2 separate regions of the Callithrix jacchus genome follow, and region 2 is linked to region 1. The links are chromatin contacts, called in public Hi-C maps. All regions are on one chromosome and are shown on one strand. The core of a region is the stretch at or near the end of the contact, and the rest is flanking DNA. Distances in the headings are between cores, read along the strand shown.

Region 1 (4,155 bases), core at 303-2,802:
ACACACACACACACATCTGAAAGCTCAGACTGGGGCAGAGCAGCCTAGTGGTAACCCCAACCTCGGTCTCTCCTTACTAGATAGGGGCAGGAAGGCCTCAGGCCAGCTTTTCCTATTACCAGCCACCCTCTGTTTCCTCTCCAAAAGCCTTGGGTCCTTTAAATTTTTCTTTTCCAAAGCTTGTATATCATGTCATTCACTGCAGGAGATGAGAGAGGCAGGTGAGCAATAACAATATCCACCTCTTTGGGTTCTGAGGGATAAGTAGCCAGAGTTTAGCACAGTTCCTGGCACACTGGAGATACTTCATCATGTAGCTTTTTATTATATTAGCTGGCAACTTCTGATACTGAAACAGCAAACCCAAGATACCTGGTAAGTGTGTACTATTTGACTGGAAGGTCCTTGAAACCAGAAGCAGAAATGAGGTCAATGGGACACGTACATGTTTTTAATGTTTTTAATGCCATATTTTGGTCTTTTTCCCTTTTCATGAGGTGTCATTTATCCTAGCAAAATGCATAGATTTGTGGTGTACAGCTCAGTGAATCTTTACAGGCATGTGCCCTTGTGTAATCACTGTTTAGATCAAGATGGAGAATGTCACCACCACCCTGGCAGGTTCCCTCCGGGACCCTGTCCTGCCTCACCATGGCTGAGTGCTACTGGTCTCCAACAGCACACAAAGGCTGCCATGCAGGATGTGGTCTTCTGTATCTTTCATGCAATGGAACTGCTCTGCCAAGTGAGCAAATTTACTGTGGACTGACCAGCCCCTATTTGTGATGAATAAAGATCAAGAAACAAAGAATGAATTACATGAGGAAGCAGAGGCTCAAAAAGGGGGACCTGCACAATGTGTCTCTGTAGCAGCAGAGCAAGCCCCCAGGATGTGTTCTGCACGCCTCTCCGGGACCCCCTGCAGGGATGTGCTGCGGAAGACGGCAGGGCTGGGGGCAGGGGCAGTCAGGGGCTTGTTTTTAAATCTCTGAGCACCAGCAGGAGGTGGGGAGGAGGGAGAGGAAGGAGAGGAGAGAGGAAGGGCGGTCACACAAGCTCCTGGCCCACTTAATGGCCTCCTGTTCCCACAGCTCAGGCCCATCAGCCCCAAGTTTCAGCTCACATCCCACAGGAAAGGGTGGGAACTGGCGCCTCCTGGCTGTCCAGCCTGTTGGCCCGCATCAACAGGGGGAGCAGCTTCAAAGGCCTTTGCAGACCAGGGAGTCACCCTGTCCTGTCCCACAGGGACCAGCTGGGCACTGGCAAGGAAGACTGCCACTGGGCATGGCAATACAGGGATAAGGGGACATGTAGCTAAAAGAAGCATGAAAGGAGAAACCAGAAAGGGATTCCACCCCTGTGATATGCACAGATTAGCCCAGACACCCATGTGGACTCTCTGTCTCTCTGGGTCTGCTTCTCTCTTTTTCTATTCTTTCTCTCACACATGCCCCCACACATGCACACACATGGATGTGCACACACGTGTAGCTGCATCAGCTGCCCCTTGCAGTCTAAGGATTCCGTTAGCACGCAGCCACCTTTCTTCTGGGTTGGGGAGTAGCCCTTGAGCCCTGGCACCCACCTTCTGGGCAGTCCATCCGCTCCAGCCTCCTGCCTATATCTACCGTGCTTTGTTCTCTAGCGTTTCCTTGCCACCTACCAGTCTCCTCAGTTACAAGGAAGCTTCAGAGAAATCACTTTCCTTCTTTAGAACCTCCACGCCATCTCACCCATCAGACTTTCCAAAAAGAGATGCAGGGCCCTCAGGGGCTGCTGGTCCCATGACTCCCACACACTCAGTTATCACCCACTCTGAGCAAACGCTCTGAGTGTCTCCCACATTGGCTCTGAGTGTCTCCCACATTGCACTGTGCAGGGGACCCCTGTTCAATCATTCATCACCACAAACACCTGACGGGACAGACAGCCAAGGCCAGCAGGATAGGAAACCGAGACTCAGAAAGGTTAAGTAGATGCAGTGGCTCATGCCTGTAATCCCAACGCTTTGGGAGGCCGAGGCAGGTGGGTCACTGGAGGTCAGGAGTTTGAAACCAGCCTTGTCAACACAGCGAAAGCCCGTCTCTACTAAAAATACAAAAATTAGCTGGGCATGGTGGCGCATGCCTATAGTACCAGCTACATGGGAGGCTGAGGCAGGAGAATGGCTTAACTTAGGAGGCAGAGGTTGCAGTGAGCTGAGATCGCACCATTGCACCCAGAGTGAGACTCCATCTCAAATAAAGAAGGGTTAAGCAGCTTGTCAGAGGTCATACTGCAGGAACACAGTGAAGTGGGGATTCGAGCCCAGGTCTCTCAGGTATGTGGCCATCACCAGCTCCAGTCCAGAGGAGGAAACCTGGGGCCCATAGGAAAGGTCTCCCCATGTAGATGACTTGTTGTCCCCTGCACTTCCAGCCCTGCCCCACTCCCCCATGCCATGGCACCTTCAGTGAATCCTACAGAGGTTCCCCAGAGAGGCCTGCATGCTCCTCAGCCTTCCCAGACCCCGCCCACACATGCTCTTTTGCCAAACAGCCAAGACATCCATGCCCAGGAGGCTCACAGGGTGACAAATCTGAATCTCACTGAGACCATTAGCCCACCAGAGGTCGTGGATCGGGGGGGGCAGAAGGCGAGGCTATATAAAGTTGGTCAGACAGAAATGTGATTCCAGGGATCAGAGATCTGGCACCAGACCATAGTGAGGTGAGGGTGGCAAGGGTTGGGAGGAGTGGGGCTCAGCCATAGATGGCTCCTAGGATAGGAAAGGGGCCTGAGGGGAAGAAAGGAGGCTTAGAGACTGGGACTCCACCTGCCCATAAGCACCCTCTGACCCACCCCAGCAGACCTGCTTGCCTCCCCTGCAGGGAAGATCAGCTAAGTTTTCACTAAGTCAGCCAATGTGGTCACTGAGGTCCCTCCCCAGGGAAGATGAGGCCTAAGACTCTGATTGGTCAGTTCATCCCATTGTTAATTTGGGGCCCACAAGCTCTGACTCTGAGATGAGTCTTGTTTTGCAAGGGCTCCCTCAGCCCCCACGGGTCCAGCACAAAAGCCTAGCTAAGGACAGAGTGGGACTGGAAGACCAGCAATTGGCTACGCACCACCCAGTATGACCTTGGGCAAGTCCTGCCCCCTCTCTGGGCCTGAAGGCCCTCACAAATCATGTTAACATGGAGAGGCTGGGTGGGACCTCTCATAAGGCCCAGTGTGCTGACGGCTCTGGCAGCATGGATGTGCACAGGGTTGGTCTGGTAGAATTGGCCTGAAGAGCCAGACAGCACTTTCACCGCCCCATGTGCTGGCTGCCCCTGCATTCGGGAATTCCCTCTCCAGAGCCATGGCGGCCTTAGGACACGGCCTTTGCTTTTCCATCTTCTCAGGAGAAAAGAATCCACACTCCAGCGTCTTCTGCTAGCTGCCAGCTGCTTAGGGCAGGGAAGGCTCATTGACTCCAAGTATGAGAAGAGGCGGGCACTACAGACACAACCAGGCACACAGCTGGCACACAGAGCAGCTTCTGGCTCTTGATTCCAAACCCAGCCACAGGCCCAGGCCTCCCTGCATCTGTCCTGAGTTGGCTAATAATGGCTCTCAGGGTCCCAGTACCTAAGCCACCTCCACCTCAGCCCTCCCTGCCCTAGGCCCAAGATTCTTAGAGCACTCCAACCCCACCAGTGCCTGGCTCCTGCCCCTGCTCCTGGGGCTGCTCCTCCTTCATCATCTGCTGCCCCAGGCTGGCCCCAGCCTGGCCCCAGCCTCCCCAGTCTCCCTGTGGCTGGTCTGCTGCAAAGAACGACTCCCTGCCTTTGTTAAGAGTCAAACCTGCTTCTGAGTACTCTGGAGACAACCACTGTACCACTGAAGGAGAGGGGGATGGGAGAAGAAAGAACAAAAACACCTATGAGCATGGACAACTGCATTCAGTTCACAGAAGGTGGCCGGCTTTCCCGCAGGTGCAAACCAAGAGACATTATGACTATGCACACTGAGTGCTTACTGTGCACCAGGCACTGTTCTGCCTTGCTACGTGTTACTGATTTAATCCTTACCACAACTCCATCCGCCATGCCAGAAGTATTAACATCTCCCTGATTTACAGAGGGGCAATTGAGTCACAGAGAAGCTGAAACTTGCCCAAAGTCACACAGC
Region 2 (4,148 bases), core at 401-2,900, 80 kb after region 1:
CCTGTTACGACAAACACCAAAACTACCACCTTACCTTTGCAGAGCACTTTAACTCCACAAAGAGCTTTCTCAAAAGGACACTGGGATATAGTGGAAAGAGCACTGGTTTAATATTCAGGAAATCAATATTCCAGTCAGTTTGTTGCTACTAAGTATCTGGGAGACTTAGGTCAACACTCCCCCAACTCCCAGCCAAGGCCTTAGTTTTGGGGACAACTGTCCATAAACTGTGGAGCTTCTAACCTAAGTAACTTCCAGAGGAAAAATGTAAGACAAACATCACTAAAATGGACATGCTCCTCTTTCAAGACGGGCTGATTTAATTTCGAATTTGGAAGCTTGATAGATTTTCTGCTCCCCAAGTTCTAAAAGGCCTAATTTTAACATAAATGTTAACCGTAGCCAAAATTTCAGGGCATCTGAGCCCAAGTTAGACAAGTCAACAAGCCAAGTCTCTGCAGACTCTGGACATCCACATTCCCACTCTGGAGAAACAATACTTCCCAGGGCCCCTTGCACCCTGCATCCTTGGACAACTTCCAGGTAAAAGGACCCCATCTCCTTGGTCTGGATTATTCTCTGGAAGGAAGAAGCAGGCTCAGGGAGGTGTGCACAGACTAAAGACAGGTCACCGGGAAAGTTCTGGGGCTGGAGCCACCAACAAGGGCGGGGCGGGGGCACTGAAACCAAGCACTCTAGGGTGCAAGATCGGGAAGGGGTTGCATTTCCCTATCACCATCTCTTTTCTTTAAGATATCAGGACGTATCAGCCCACTGAGGAAGGACTGCATTGGGTGGAAAGGGGGAGAGGGCTCTGGTCTGGGATAGGTATGGATCAGGGGCAGGGGTTAGAGAGGGTGTTGGGGCTGAAAACGTTTGAGGAGGTTTTGGGAAACACGAGCAAGAATTTTGGATGTGGGCATTTTGGATAGTGCAAGGAGAATGGGGATATGAGGAATCCCAGAAATTTCCAGGCAGTGGAAGCATTTGGGGACACCCAAGAGAGAATGGTGGGCATAGCAGGAGATTTGTTGAATGAGTGAGGGGGTTCTGAGGGCTTCAGAAGACGCGATGGTGTGTCCAGGGTGGAGAGGGTTGAGGTAGGGTTTGGAGAGCCTAAGGCTGCAGGACAGGCTGCAGGACTGTCAAGGAGAATTTCTAGACGCCCGTAAGGAATGGGGAGGTCGGGGTGCGCGCCGCCCCCGGATCCCCGCCCCCAACCCCAGTGCTCCGCCACCCTCCCGCCCGGGGCTTCCTAGGGAGGGAGTGGAGACTGCGGCGCGGCGCGACGCGGCCTCGGTGAAGCCGCTTCGTCCCCGCCCCGCCGCGCCCCGACTCACATCGCCCCGCGGCCCAGGCGGCGCCGGGCCCCGCTCCCGGGTGCCGCTGCAGCAGCAGCCGCCGCCCGCCCGGAGCTAAGGTCTCCCCGCCCCGCCCCGCCGCCGCGGGGTCGGAGGTCACCGGCAGCACCAACGAGACGCTGCAGGCGGGCGGACCCGAGCGGGGGCGACCGGCGTGCAGCCTAGAAGGTCCCTTTGGAGGACTTTGCTGTCGGGAAAAGGGAGCATGCGCAGACGCCAGAGGGCGCTGCTGGCCAGGGACTGAGCAAGCCCGGAGGAGACAGGGCGGAGCCTGCGCCGGGGGCGGGGCGCAGAAGTGGTGCTGGGGGAACCAAAGTTTAGGGTGCTCGGGGGATCGGAACGGGGAAGGAGGGGTGAGCGAGAAACGAAGGGAAGGGGAAAGGGTCTGAAGAGACCTGAAGGGAGAAGGGCAGGCCGAGGACCCCGGAAGAGGGCTAAGAGGAGAAGGGACCAGGGGGACCACTGGGGACAAGGAAGAGAGAAGTGAAGGGAAACACGCGGAAGGGCGGGGCTGGGAGACCTGAAGGAGAGTTCGGGGGGACCTGGGAACTGCGGAGAGACAGAGCTGCGGGCCCGGTGAGGCGTTTCCATTCAGCGAGTGGTTGAGAACCCAATGTAAACGCGGCTCCCGCCGTCTGCTGGATACCCACCGGGCGCTGTCCGGGCCTGATGGCCCTGCACCTGCATGGCGGAGGTCGTGGAGCCCGCACATTTCCACTCTGAAATCCCACAAGTGTGTGTGTGTGTGTGTTTTCCAATCTGCAGCTCCAGGAGATCCCACAAGTGTGTGTATGTGTGTGTGTTTTCTCCAATCTGCAGCTCCAGGCCCCTCACTGAGCCGCCCCTCTCCACCAGCCGGATACGAGACGGGGGAGCGGCGGGGGCCACTGGGGCGTGGGAGAGGAAGGTCCGCACTATTACGGCAGGCGGGGGCGGGCACTGAGGCCTTGGGGTGGGGACCGGGTAAGGGGCCGGAAAGCAGAGTCGGTCCAGAACTGCCCGGAACGCGGCGCACAGCGAGGGTGAGACCCCAGCGGAGTCCTCGTCCCCTCCCCTAAAATCCCAGCAGCCAGGCTGCGAATACCAGCGGACTCGGGAAACACACCGCGTCCCAGCCCCGGAGGTGGGACCGCCAAGTTCTAGAAAAACTTTGGGCATCTATCGAGAGGGCACTTGGCAGGACTGGGCACTTCCCTTCCTTCTCCCTCCCATTGTCCCCAGAAATCTTCCCATCCCACCACCTTCCCATGCCCTAAGGCCTCTCAGGCTCTCCCTTCAGGGCAGTGGGGGTTGGGGATGTCCAGCCCCTGAGCCCTCTTGCACCTGCGCGGAGGCAAGACAAGGGGTTCAGTTCTGTCCCTTATCTGAAATGGGAGGGGGAAGGGAATTATGGAAAGAATCCAGCCGGCCTGTTAGTAAGGGTGTTCCAGTGCTAGGTGGAAGTGGAGTTTGGCGGCCTTTTGGGGAAATGGAAAGGTGAGGAGTAGAGGCCTGATTTCTGAGTGTTGTTTCAGTGTTGGACAATTCCATTCAAACTAGAGCTAAAATTAAAGAGGCTGCAAGTCCCCTTCAGGGGCCCCAGATACCCCCTCCTTTCTTGCTGCCTGAAACAGGGGCAGTGCTGTCAGGCGAAGTGGCTACTCCTGGTGTGAACAGCCCAATCCTGGCCGCCTTCCACAGGAAACCTGACCTGAGGGACAGAAGAGGAAGGAAGCAGGTGGGTGTGAAGCCAGGAAGGAGGAAAGGGTGGCACAGGACATTTGAAGTTGGGGGTTGGGGGATGGTGCTAAGGGTTCAGTGCTGCGAAGCAATATTAACTGTTATGGTCCAAACCCTCACCTCAACCCCAATACTGAGTCTTACAGAGGGCAGGGATTTGATGATGACCCTCCTGTGCCCAGCTACTTTCAGCATCTATCCCAGCTGTCATAGGCCAGCTCCCCCTAAGGCTTCCCTTAAGCCTTAGGTGTTATCTTGGGCAAGTTAGTTAACTTGTTTGTTTCAACTATCAAGAGGACTAAAAGAGATTACCTCATAAGATTATTGTGAGGATAGACTATATTATATAATATTCTAGAAGAGTCCTTGGCACAGAATGAATAGCATAAATGTTTGCTCTGGTTATTTTTTCCCCCGAGTTTGTGTATATCTGTCTGGAGCTCTGGTCCCATTCTACTTGGTTTCATCTCTGTCTTACTCACTATGAGCTCCTTGAGGGCAGGGCTCAGCTCTTCTCTACATTAATAGTCACTTCTTAACCTCAAGATATTGTGGTCATATCAGAACTTGCCGAGAGGAAAGCTGAAGAGATGCACTTAGATTATCCCGTGCAATTGCTGCTATAGATAAAAGTGCAAGGTGTTCCTCTGACCTTGAGGAATTTATAGCCTAGATTAGGAGTCGAGAGAGATGCAGGGAGCAGAGAAAAACATTAGGTGCTAAATCTTGGGGCACTTCTTGCTTCAGGAGCTCAGGAAAGTTATGGTCACAGAAGCTGAGAAGGGCTTCCTGATAAGGGGATCCTTTAACCAGGCCCAAGCCTATATAGCTGGAAAAACTGGGTCCACTGTACGAAGTTGTGGAGAAGGAGGCTCACTGGGACTGTGGGTACACGGTGAGAGATGGTGGGAGGTAAGGCTGATGAGGTGAGGAGAGAAGGGCCAGCCTGCCTAAAGGCCCACCAGAAAGGCAAAGTGCCCTCTCCTTCTACTGTCCTCCTCTTACCTCCATCCCAATCTTGGGAGACCCCAGAATTTGAACTTCAGAAATTCTGGAGCCAAAAGACCT

Evidence for each region. Hi-C and Micro-C count contacts between places; a contact is called where the count stands out from the background.
Region 2: a Hi-C map of skeletal muscle shows a contact between it and region 1, with 5 times the contacts expected there. The contact joins the promoter of PRICKLE4 here to the enhancer-like site in region 1. A contact is called at or near these places in 3 of 3 Hi-C or Micro-C datasets (induced pluripotent stem cells and skeletal muscle).

Annotation. Positions count from the first base shown.
Region 1 is chr4:50,204,294-50,208,448 of calJac240_pri, forward strand. All of the region lies in intron 1 of TFEB (transcription factor EB), which reads right to left. Among named protein-coding and RNA genes, the nearest start is that of TFEB, 34 kb to the right of the region's middle. Within about 2 kb of position 1,553, at least 3 of the 16 cell types and tissues checked have an H3K27ac peak or open chromatin away from gene starts, as enhancers often do. A contact at or near this core is called in skeletal muscle, where this site is marked.
Region 2 is chr4:50,283,840-50,287,987 of calJac240_pri, forward strand. It overlaps PRICKLE4 (prickle planar cell polarity protein 4), which reads left to right and starts at 1,651. Exons shown (of 8, transcript XM_078369147.1): 1 at 1,651-2,484; 2 at 2,975-3,078. The region is part of intron 1 of FRS3 (fibroblast growth factor receptor substrate 3); the gene reads right to left.